2 separate regions of the Bos taurus genome follow, and region 1 is linked to region 2. Evidence: chromatin contacts called from public Hi-C data. All regions are on one chromosome and are shown on one strand. The core of a region is the stretch at or near the end of the contact, and the rest is flanking DNA. Distances in the headings are between cores, read along the strand shown.

Region 1 (5,316 bases), core at 1,951-4,450, 35 kb before region 2:
GACGGCTCCAACCGCTGGGTCCTTTCCGAGTCCGACCAGCCTGTAGAACACACCAGCCACACGTCACGGTGACGTGCTACCGTGACGTGTCAGGAGTCTCATGTCCACACCATCATTCCTGAGCAGTGTGAAAATGAAAGAACGTGCTGGGCTGCCATTCCCACTGTCACAGTCTGGGGTGAGCCAGCTCCGTGTGAAGGTGCAAGGGGCGCCCAGGAATGCCTGTGATGCTCCAACCAGAAACAGATCTGGTTAACTCTAGCTGCCGAATAAAAAACTTCTAACCATGTTCAGTTGGTTTTTAAATTATCCTTTATTTTCTTGCGTTCATTAAAAGCCTAAAAAAAAAAAGCCACACTTTATTGTGGTTTCCACATGTGACAATAAATCTCTTGGGGAAAAGTTATGAGGAAAAGTACTTATTTTTTGCAGAAGGGTGGTAACCTGTCCAATATGACCTGCAGAGCTCCAACTTTCTCCCAATTTAGGTCTGCCTGGGAGAATAGCTCAAATGTTTGCAATAAAAGAGTAACTTTACCATCAAGCACAGCAGTAACTACTGAGCATTTAACACATTCTTGGAGGACGAGCTATGGAAATATATAGCCAGGGATACATCAGTGCGGAAAAATGAATAAAAACAGCAATATGCTTGGAGCACAACTATACCACCACCTCTTCCTGGCATTGATCATTTCCTCCTGGAACCATCTCAATCTCCAGGCGGAAAAGACGCACCATGGGCCAGGCATAATGAATGAAAAGATACTGCTATCAAAATACATCGTATTTCAGAACACCAGAGGCAGGACCCTCAAAGTTTCCACATGGAACAAACTGGTGCTACACAGGATCAAGAGTCGGCAGCATCTTACTTCCCAACAGCAACACTGGAAACTGGGAGAAAACAGTGCTGTCTTGAACTAACTCCAAGCAAAAATCATACACTCAAAGTCCAGGAAGAGACTAGAGGACATTTTCCCCCAAAAGTGGAAAAAATGAGAAAGATGTCACAACTGGAACTTAGGAGATCCAGATGAGACACAATCTTCTCCTCCATCCTCTTCTGGCCTCAGGTTCGGGGGTGAATGTGCTCTGTCATAGTGACATCCGGAAGGGCTGACCCCCAGGCATGCATGTGGGTCTCAGGAACCACTCTAAGCACCACATCTGCAGTGTACCCTTTACGTTATGGACAACTAAACCCGTATAGAGTCTACGCCCCCAAACTAGATTTCTAATGTATGTCTGTGAAAAAGATATAGATCAAAAGGTTAATCAACCATAAAATTTATCAAATAACTATTATGCACCCAATGCTATGTTGCTAAGTACTTTATAGCCATCTGATTAACTCCTCAGCAACGCAACGAGTGCGTACTGCTATCATCCTTCCTTCGCATTTCAATTCTACAAAATTACAGAAAAGATACCTAAGGCAGAGGAAGGTCAGTAACTGGGCTCAAAGCTGCACTAAGACCAAGGGTCAGAGCTGGTGTGACACCCGGTAACTGGATTTGAGCCCAGGGGCTTACCCTGACGCAATACTTACTGTCATTTAAACACAAGTCTGTGTGCAATTTTTAAAAGAAAACCAGATAGAAATTAAATGTGTTCCTCTGCTCAGAATGTCCTTGCCCTCTCTTCCCCTCTGCCAGGAAACAACACTCGACCTCGAGACAGAGCTGATCACATCCCCCTGACCACCACGCTCCCCAGCCACCTGGCTTGTCCAGTTCTCAGACCACTGTCGCGATGACCCCAAGAGGCAGTACCTTGGATGGTGCCAAGCCTTCATGGCTGTCAGCTTACAAACCGAGTTCCTAAGAGCTGCCCCAACTGCTCCTCTTCCAAAACCTGGTCTCAGGACTGTCCCAGGCTCCCCCTCACCCCAGTCAGAGCTGACCACACCAAGGACAAGTACCCTCCAGCCAACGTCAGACCAAACTGTGTCCCCTGATGCTGTGGAAATAGAGGCAGCGAGTGGGACATGAACCTGAGGCCTGTGGCAACCCACCCACCACAGCTTGGGCTAAGCGGCAAAAAGAGCAGCAGCACGGACACATGGGAGGGGCACACCCCCCATGGTTCCTGTCCTGTCCCAGGGCTTCTGCATTCCAGACATAAAGTGCTGCCAAGTCAGGCCATGACCTCTGTCCTCATTTTATGGCTTCGCCAAAAATGTCTCTGAAATTCCCACCTGTCTTAGCCTCCAATCACATAACCCATGCCTCCCACCTGGGTAATGGCAACTGCAGACCTTGGTTCCCTTATTTGACTTGTATGAGCAACACCCGGCATGCCAGTCACCTCCTGCTCCCTGAACACCAGATGAGGGGACCCTGCTCTCCTGCTGCCCCTCCTCCCTGCTGCGCCCTTTCCTGGCTGCACCCCAGGTCCTGCACTCTCAGGCTCAATCCCATCACAATCACAGGCTTGCCTTTCCAACCCCCCTGACAGTCCATTCCCCACCCTCTTCAGCACAGAAAATCCTACCCCAAGCTGCCACCCAATCCCACCGATCTCCCTTTCTCCTACCCTGGACTCACTCCCACTGCTGGCCTCCTTCCAGCTCACAGTCTTCATGGAGCCTACTATTAACTCACTCCCCAGCCATCTCTTTTCCTCTCCAACCATCTTATTTATCGTCACCTGACTTAACTCTCTAAGGGAGAGCTCTGACATCTGACTCCTATGGAACAAAGCTGAAAGGGCCTGTACCATTCAAGGTGCTTGTACCCACCACACATCCGGGCACCGTCGCCAGGACTCAGATTCAGTGAGTCTGAGTATGGCCAAATACATGGACACAAACACTCCAGGTGAACTTGGGTCTCTCTGCCAGATCTGAACCATGATCCTGACCATTAGTCCTTCACAAAGAAATCTGAGAAACATGAATGTATTCTTCCCTTGAAGAGTTAGAGACAAATTTTAAAAAGTAAGATATTCCCCCACATTCAAGAATAGGAACCTGCTTCCAAAACTTCCAGGCTGAAGACATGAGCATATTTCCTACAAACATGGAAAGCACTATGAGCTGAAGTGTCTCTGAAGCCACTGTGACTTACAAGGGGGCCTGGAAGGGGGCAAGGACAGACTCTGCGCCTGCAGGCGGCCCAGAAGCCGGCAGTGCTCTGCACTGTGCAGCTCAGCCGACGTCTGTACGGATCACGTGGTCACTGTCAGAATCGCATTCTGCAAACCCAGCCCCGTGCCGGCGCCGGTTCAGGCCAGACTGAGGCGGGAGCACTTACAGGCAGACTGCTTGACTGCGCTTGGAGATGCTGTGTTTTCTTACAAACTGAAGGGCTGTGGCAGGCCTGCCCATGTTGAGCAAGTCCATTGGCGCCATCTGCCCAACAGCATTTGCTCACTTTGTGTCTCTGTGTCACATTTTGGAATTCTTGAAATATTTCAAATCTCTTAATTATTACTGTATTTGTCATGGTTATCAGTGATCCCTGCTGTTACTAATTTGACTCACTGAAGGCTCAATGGTCTTCACTCTTTAGCAGTGAAGTGTTTCTCATTTCAGGTCTGCACAGTTGTTTAGAGAGCACACTATTGCACACTTACTGCACACTTGCAGTGCACGGCAAACACAACTGTCACGTGACTGGGAACCAACCAGAGTTGTGCGGCTTGTTTTACTGAGGGAGCAGGACCGAGCCCACAGGAACCCCTAGCTGAGCCTGTACTTCCAGTTTGAAAACGTACAGCCACACTGTCCAGCAGCACCGAAGCAGGACGGAAGCTGTAAACTGTTTACAGAACCTCCGGCAATGAATGGTCTATGAGCCTTCATTCACGCACTCAACACAGCTCTGCCTGCTGCCAGGCACTGAAGCAAGGGGTCCACATGCCAACCTGCTCCGGAACTCAAGGCTCTCACCTGCATAAACTAAACCCTGCTGGACACAGACAGGGATAGACATAGTAACTTTGTTTTCCCCACTCCTGAATGTACTCCAATTGCTACCCCTCTCTTAAATGCAACCTTGTTGATACAAAAAAGTTCAGTCATCAAAAAAAGGGGGAAAAGGGTGGGGAGGGAGAAGGGGATCACAGAAAAGAAGTGGAAACACAGCAAAGAAACGGGCATCAAAAATCTGTTTCAAGAAGGATCTATACACACCATACACGTATCATTTTGGTCCCAGACTTTCCTTCCTAATTAAACTTTAAGCAAGCAAACACTCAAGATAGAACTCTTTGATTAAAGAATCATTAGTTGTAGGAATTCACCAAGAAGCTTACTGAATATAAGAAAACCAAGCTATAAAAATCAAAGTTCCATCCAAGTTATTCATTTATTACGAATGATTAACAAGTAAATGACATAAATAACTCCCCTCCCCTCACAGGAGTAATAAACACTCAGCCACTGTGCTTAAGTCCAGGGTAAGGAAAGCACTCCTTGGAGAGAAGCTGGCATTTCCCTGGCCATGACAGAAGGGCGAGGGCAGATCTTTGCACATAACTGGATGCTGTGAGCTCCTGACCTACAAGAGTTAAGTGAGGACACATAATTTCAGAGACCTGAGAGGAGAAGTGTCTGCACACGCGTAGCCTGGCCCAGGGGCGCAGTCACCAGACTCTTCACCCTACTCTTGGTGCCAAAGAGTCTGGCATCAAGGGGCCTCCCAAATATTTCTTTAACATTTGTTCACTCTTTTTTTTAGTGGACAGTATTTCTTCCTCCCAATCATACTAATGTAGTAATTAACAATTTGGTGAAACATGGGGTGATCAAGAATGTAAATTCTGACAGTTATTTTTCTTTTAAAGCCAAAAATAACATTGGGGCTTCCCTGGTGGTAAAGAATCCTCCTGCCAATGAGGGGACATGGGTTCGATCCCTGTTCTGGGAAGATCCCACATGATGCAGAGCAACTAAGCCTGTACACCACAACTACTGAGCCTGTGCTCTGGAGCCTGGGAGCCGCAACTACTGAAGCCCGAGCACCCTAGAGCTCCTGCTCCACAAGAAGCCCCTGCAATGAGAAGCCTGCACGCTACAACCAAGAGGGGGCCCCACTCCCCGGAGCTAGAGAAGACTGTACAGCAACAAAGACCCAGGACAGTCAAAAATAAAATAAAGTTATATTTCAAAGAAAGAAAAATTACATTAATTCAGAAAGAAAAGGGAAAAGATTCACATACTGTTGAGCCTTTTGAGGGATGTGTCCTGGAAAACAATGACACAATGAAGACGTTCAAGAAAACCAGGTTACATGAACAGTATATTCTGACTTTTAATCATTTTATATTTTCATATATTATCAGTTCAGTCGCTCAGCTGTGTCTGACTCT
Region 2 (5,146 bases), core at 117-2,616:
ACTTCCTTTGCCCAAATAAACACCCCTGTTTCCCCACATAAATACATTGCTGTTTTCCTTCAGGCTGTGAGTCTCCCAATCCTAACTCAAAAGGGTCCATGAAAAAGACACTAAGCACAGAAAGCTCCCGCTACTCAGGTATGCTAACTCGGCAATTTAAAGGACACTAGAAACGTGTGGAGACCATTGGAGTCAAACAGCAACTCGCAAGGAAAAAGACAGGGTTTTCAAAGTCCGATGGCTCAGCGACCCCCGGGTGGAATCTTCAGCGCTCCCCACCCCTCTGGGACCGTGGGGGTCCCCGGGCGGCGCCCCCGGGCGGCGCCCCCAGAGCCCCGCGGCGCGGGCGGCGGCTGACAAAGGCCGCGCGGCGGACGCGCCATCTTGCCGGGCCGCCGAGGGCCATTCATTCGGCGCGGGGCGCGGGAGCCCGGACGCCGCCCGCAGGCTGCGCGCCGGCACCGGGGTTTCGGGGGGCCCCGTTCGGGCCGGCGGCGACCGTGGGGCCAGGACCCGCGTTCGCTGGGCGCTTTGTCCGCCCCGCGCGCCCTAGGCGCCGCTTCCTCATTTCTCCGCCGCGGCGACGCCGGCCTCTCCTCCAGCCTCCGAAAGGCCGCTTTTCTCGCAGCCCGTCCTCCCGTGGGCCAAGGATGGCGCCCACCGCCCAGCGCGAGACAGGGCCGCCGCCGCCTTTGTTCTCGGACCATTCGGTACCCCTCCTCCGAGCCACCTCCTAGGAGCCGGCCGAGGGGCGCCGGCCCCAGACCCCCAAACCACGGAGTCTCCGGCCCCGCCCCCACCGCGGACCCCAGGACCCGGACCGCAGGCCTGCACCCGGGACCCCAGACCAGAGGCCCGGACCTGGACTCTAGACCCCGGCGCCCCAACTCCCGGCCCGAAGCCCAGGACCTCGGCCCCAGGGCCCGCCGAAGCCCGCGGGGTCCCAGCCGCCCCCGCCCCGAGGACCCCACCCGGGCGGGGCAGGAAGACTCGGCCAGGCAGCCGGGTGGGGGCGGGGAGGGTGGGGGCGGGGCGGCCCTGGCGAGCGGGCGACCGGGGGGGGGGCGATAGGGAGGGCCAATGGTGGGGGAGACGGCCAGGGCTAGGGGTCTGGGACGGGGGTCGCTTTTGGGGCTGGGGCCGTCGCGCTCACCTCGACGCCGCGTCCCGCCTGCTGCGCCCGCTCCCCGCCGCCTCGGCCGCCGCTACGGGAGGTGGTCGCGCTCCGGCCGCTCCGCGGGCGCTGCGGGCAGGTGCGCCGGCGAAGCTCGGTCCGGTCGGTCCCGCGGCGGCTGCTCCACTCCCGCGCCCGCTCCCGCTCCCGCCGCCGCCGCCTCCGTCCGCCCCTCAGACGCCTCCAGCCATCGGGATGGGCGCGGCGGCCCCTGCCCGCAGCCTCGGGAAACCCCACGGTCGCGTCACCGCGCACGCCGCGCGCGCACGCCCCGCTCGGCAGAGTCCCCGGCGCGCGCGCGGGGGGGCGCGCGCGCTTCGTCCCAGCGCCAGCCCCCCGCGCGCGTGCGCGAGCCGCTTAAAGGGGCAGCGCCCTACCCTCTCAGACCCTCCCTGGTAGCCTCCAAGTCAGACCCGCCTCTCCCCCTGCCAGGCTCCGCTCCCCAGGGGCCGGAGCGTGGGGCACTGCGTAGGGTGGTCTGCCGGCTGCCGACTCGCTAGGCTCCCAGCCAGGTGGACTAAGATAAAGGACGCAGGGCGGGAACCTGCCACCGCACCCGGCGCTCAGCATCTGAACTCCGCTCCCCGTACACGCGCACGTAAAGCCCCGGGCGCTCCACATCTGCATTGTGCACCCGGCACACACACGAGTATACATACCCCCAGCCCATGCTGACCCACACCCACGCTGTGTCGGCCTCAGGGACGCCTGGCTTCAGTCTGCCTGCGGAGTGGAGCCCCTACAGCCCAGGGTCAGGGCTGTCCTCAGAGGTGCCAGTGGGGCTCCAGTGAGCTGGGCAGGTGCAGGCAGTGCGGCTTCTGTAGTCAAGGTTCTGTCTGGAATGGCCACCTGAGCATGGAGGTGTGACCACGAGAACGAGAACGACTGTCAGTAGGGACAAATAGTCTACCCCTGCAAATGCGGCGACCGAGTTTGCCAGGGAGCTGAGAATCAAAGACCCCCTGGTGGAGGAGGGGGAAGGAGGTCAGCTGTGAGCAGCCAGCAGTCTCCGGTGTCCTCAGACCCCTCCTGGACGTTTATGATTGGGGCCCTTAGCCCACCGGCTTCCACCTTTCCATCTGACCTCTGCCTCCCCAGTTCCAACAACTCCTGACACCCTCGTCCTTCACTGCAAGAGCTTGGGGTCCCCACCCTAATCACCTCCTTGCAACCACATCAGCTCCCTGCCCGCAGCCCTCCCTGTGCTGCCCTCTCCTCCCCCTGGCCTGTACAGTAGAACAGGCAGGCAATGCAGTTGCCCCCATAAACCTCAAGGGGCCCTGTAGACCCTCCCTCCCCAGCCTCTTTCACAGCTGCAGCAGATTGTTTCCTTTTGTGTGTGAGCCTGACTGTCTGTCTAGGGTGGACCTGGACCTCAGCTTGGAGCCCATGCCTTCCCACCCACTCTGGGGCTGTGCCCCTTGTCCGTCTTCCCCCCAACACACACACACTGATTCATCCTACCAGCACACAGACATGTCTCCACTTTCCTGGGAGCCCTTCCTCAATTTCTGGCACAAGAAGTTCCAGGCTTGTCTCAGGTCCTCCCTGCCCCAGCCTTGACCTAACTTGTTCTCCAGGGGGCCCTGTTTCCTTCTGGTGGAGCAGGTATTTAGAAGCCTGCATTCAGGCATAGGCTGTGCTTGCTGCCCCTGGAGTGCCATTACTTCTGGTCCCCGACAGTGGACTAAGGAACATGTGCATGTACAAGCATACATGTATACGTACACACGCAGACCACCCCCTCTGGGTAACAAATCTTCCATGATCACTGCCCCCTCGGTTGGGTGCTGACCGAAGCAGAGATGTCCACCCTGCTCAACTGAACCAGAACTGAACATCAGCAGGATTGCTCCTTTGCTTCAAACCACTGGCAGCTCCTATTGCACTTCTGTTCCATCCTCCTCACCGCCCAGCATCTGGCTTCTCTCTGCTCCTTAAACACTCAGTCTCCACATTCCATGCTCTGGCCTTTGGTCCTTGTAGCTCTACCTGCCTGTGAGGGGCTCCCCCATAACCCTAAGACCCCTCTGCAGAGGAGCCTCCCCCAGCCCGCCCCGGCCCCCCAGTGCTACTCTGGCTCCCGTGACCTCATGTGGTTCATGCTCAGGCTGCTTGCTTCTTGCCCTGCTCACTTGCTGAAAACAGAGCTGGACTCCCTTGCCCACTGCTCCACCTGTGTACCAGGGCGGGGGGCACACAGAGGGAGCTCCAGAGGTGTTGATGAGTGGGGGAAGGGGTGTGGGCAACATGCTGCGTTCCAGGCGAGGGGGACACGACTCAGAGTGAGGATGGGGAGGGGAGTAGGGGAGCAGGGAGAATCAGAATGGAGTGGTCACTGTGTCCAGGATGAGGGCTGCCCACTGCTCAAGAGGAGGAGAGGAAAAAAACCAGTTATTTCCTGGTGGTCCAATAGCTAGGACTCCACACTCCCAATGCAGGGACACAGGTTCAATCCCTGGTCAGGGAACTAGATCCCACATACTGGAACTGGGAGTTTACATGCCTCAGCTGAAGATCTGGCGTGCTGCAATAACTAGATAGATATTAAAAATAAAAAGTAAATAGAATTATCAGGTGGCCCAGTGATTGGGACTCTGAGCTTTCACTGCTAAGAGCCTAGTCTGATCCCTGGTTAGTGAACTGAGATCCCACATGCCTTGGCAGGTGGGTCCCAAGGCCCCAGACTTGGGATGAGAGAGGGACATCCTGGAGAGTCCAGTGGGTCTCATGCTGTCCCAAGCTCTATGCCCACCTAAGTCCAGGGACTGAAAGGTAGAGAGGAGGAGCAGGGAAGGGAGAAGGGGAGGAGAAAGGGGTGGTGGCTGGAGGAGGGGGAGAGCAGGTGGGGGAGAGCGAGAAAAATGGGAGGGAGGGAGAGCAGAAGGAACTGGGCAGCGCGATGAGTGGTCTCCATGGAGCCCACTCTGCGCTGCTGTGGGGATGGCAGGAAAACCCCCATCCTGTCATCCTGGGTCCCTGCATGCCCATCTGAGGGCAGACCCAGGGCTCCCCTGTCCCACAGGCCACCATCAGCCTGATCAGGCCCTTCCTCAGGGACATCAAGGCCACAGGGCAAGGCCACGCATCAGGACACCAAGCCAGTGACTGCCCCAGCTGTCTGAAGTTTTGGGGTGCAGCCCTGTTGCCCCTGGATAATCTGTAGGTCTGCAGGGTGTGGCAGGGCCTTCCCTGGAACTTGCCCTATGGCTGGGGCCTAGAGCCCTTTTATGTGTTTATGGACCAGGTGTGAGGGGCAAAGTTGAAGGGAAGGCAGCAGGGAGGAGACAGGGCCACAGGGTCCTCATTCCCAAATTCCCTGCCCGGTCTCGTCTCCATCTGAAGCACACAGGCCTCAGAGGCCCCAGGCAGCAGGGCCCTGTGGCCCTGAAAACACATGCCCTGGGCCTTGATCAGCTCTCAGGGTCCCTGAGACCCCAAGGGTCTACAGGATGCTCTGGGGACCCTGCCCTCCCCGCCCACCCTCCATTCCTGCTGCACTGGCCTCTTGCATTTTGGGGCCCCCACCCGGCCCTTCTCAGTGGGGCATAAACCGGGGCCCCTCTTGGAGAGCTCATGCCCAGCCAGGAGGCCAGGCTTCTCCTGACTTCCCGGAGACACTCCCTCCCTCTACTCTTGATAAGTGGCTTAGAGCCTAGCCTGTGGTCCCGAGTCTACTGCCACACCCGGTCAGCCGTATCCGGCAAGGGCCAGGCCAGCTGGGCCCCAGTGTCTGGCTCAGAGCCCAGCTCCACTAAAACCTGGGGAGCACAAATGCATAATTCAGATGCCCTGGCCCCATCTGCTCTCCAGCAGGAAATGGTCTGACAGGAAAGTAGGTCTTTTAAAATCTGAATTATTCAAACAATCCGTGCACACAACCAGACTGCCCCCGGTGGGGCGGGGGCCCAGCTCCAAGCCTGGCTTTGCAGGTCTAGGGCTGCAGGGGCATCTCCCACTGGGTCTGTCTTG

The links. A called contact is a pair of places that touch in the nucleus more often than the background predicts.
Region 1: a contact with region 2 is called in a Hi-C map of liver, with 2.3 times the contacts expected there. The contact joins the enhancer-like site here to the promoter of GNB1 in region 2. A contact is called at or near these places in 5 of 11 Hi-C or Micro-C datasets (blastocyst, blood, liver and 1 more).

What each region holds. Positions count from the first base shown.
Region 1 is chr16:50,889,310-50,894,625 of ARS-UCD2.0, reverse strand. All of the region lies in intron 1 of GNB1 (G protein subunit beta 1), which reads right to left. Among named protein-coding and RNA genes, the nearest start is that of GNB1, 36 kb to the right of the region's middle. Within about 2 kb of position 3,200, at least 38 of the 102 cell types and tissues checked have an H3K27ac peak or open chromatin away from gene starts, as enhancers often do. A contact at or near this core is called in blastocyst and liver, where this site is marked.
Region 2 is chr16:50,852,520-50,857,665 of ARS-UCD2.0, reverse strand. It overlaps GNB1 (G protein subunit beta 1), which reads right to left and starts at 1,366. Exons shown (of 11, transcript NM_175777.3): 1 at 1,154-1,366.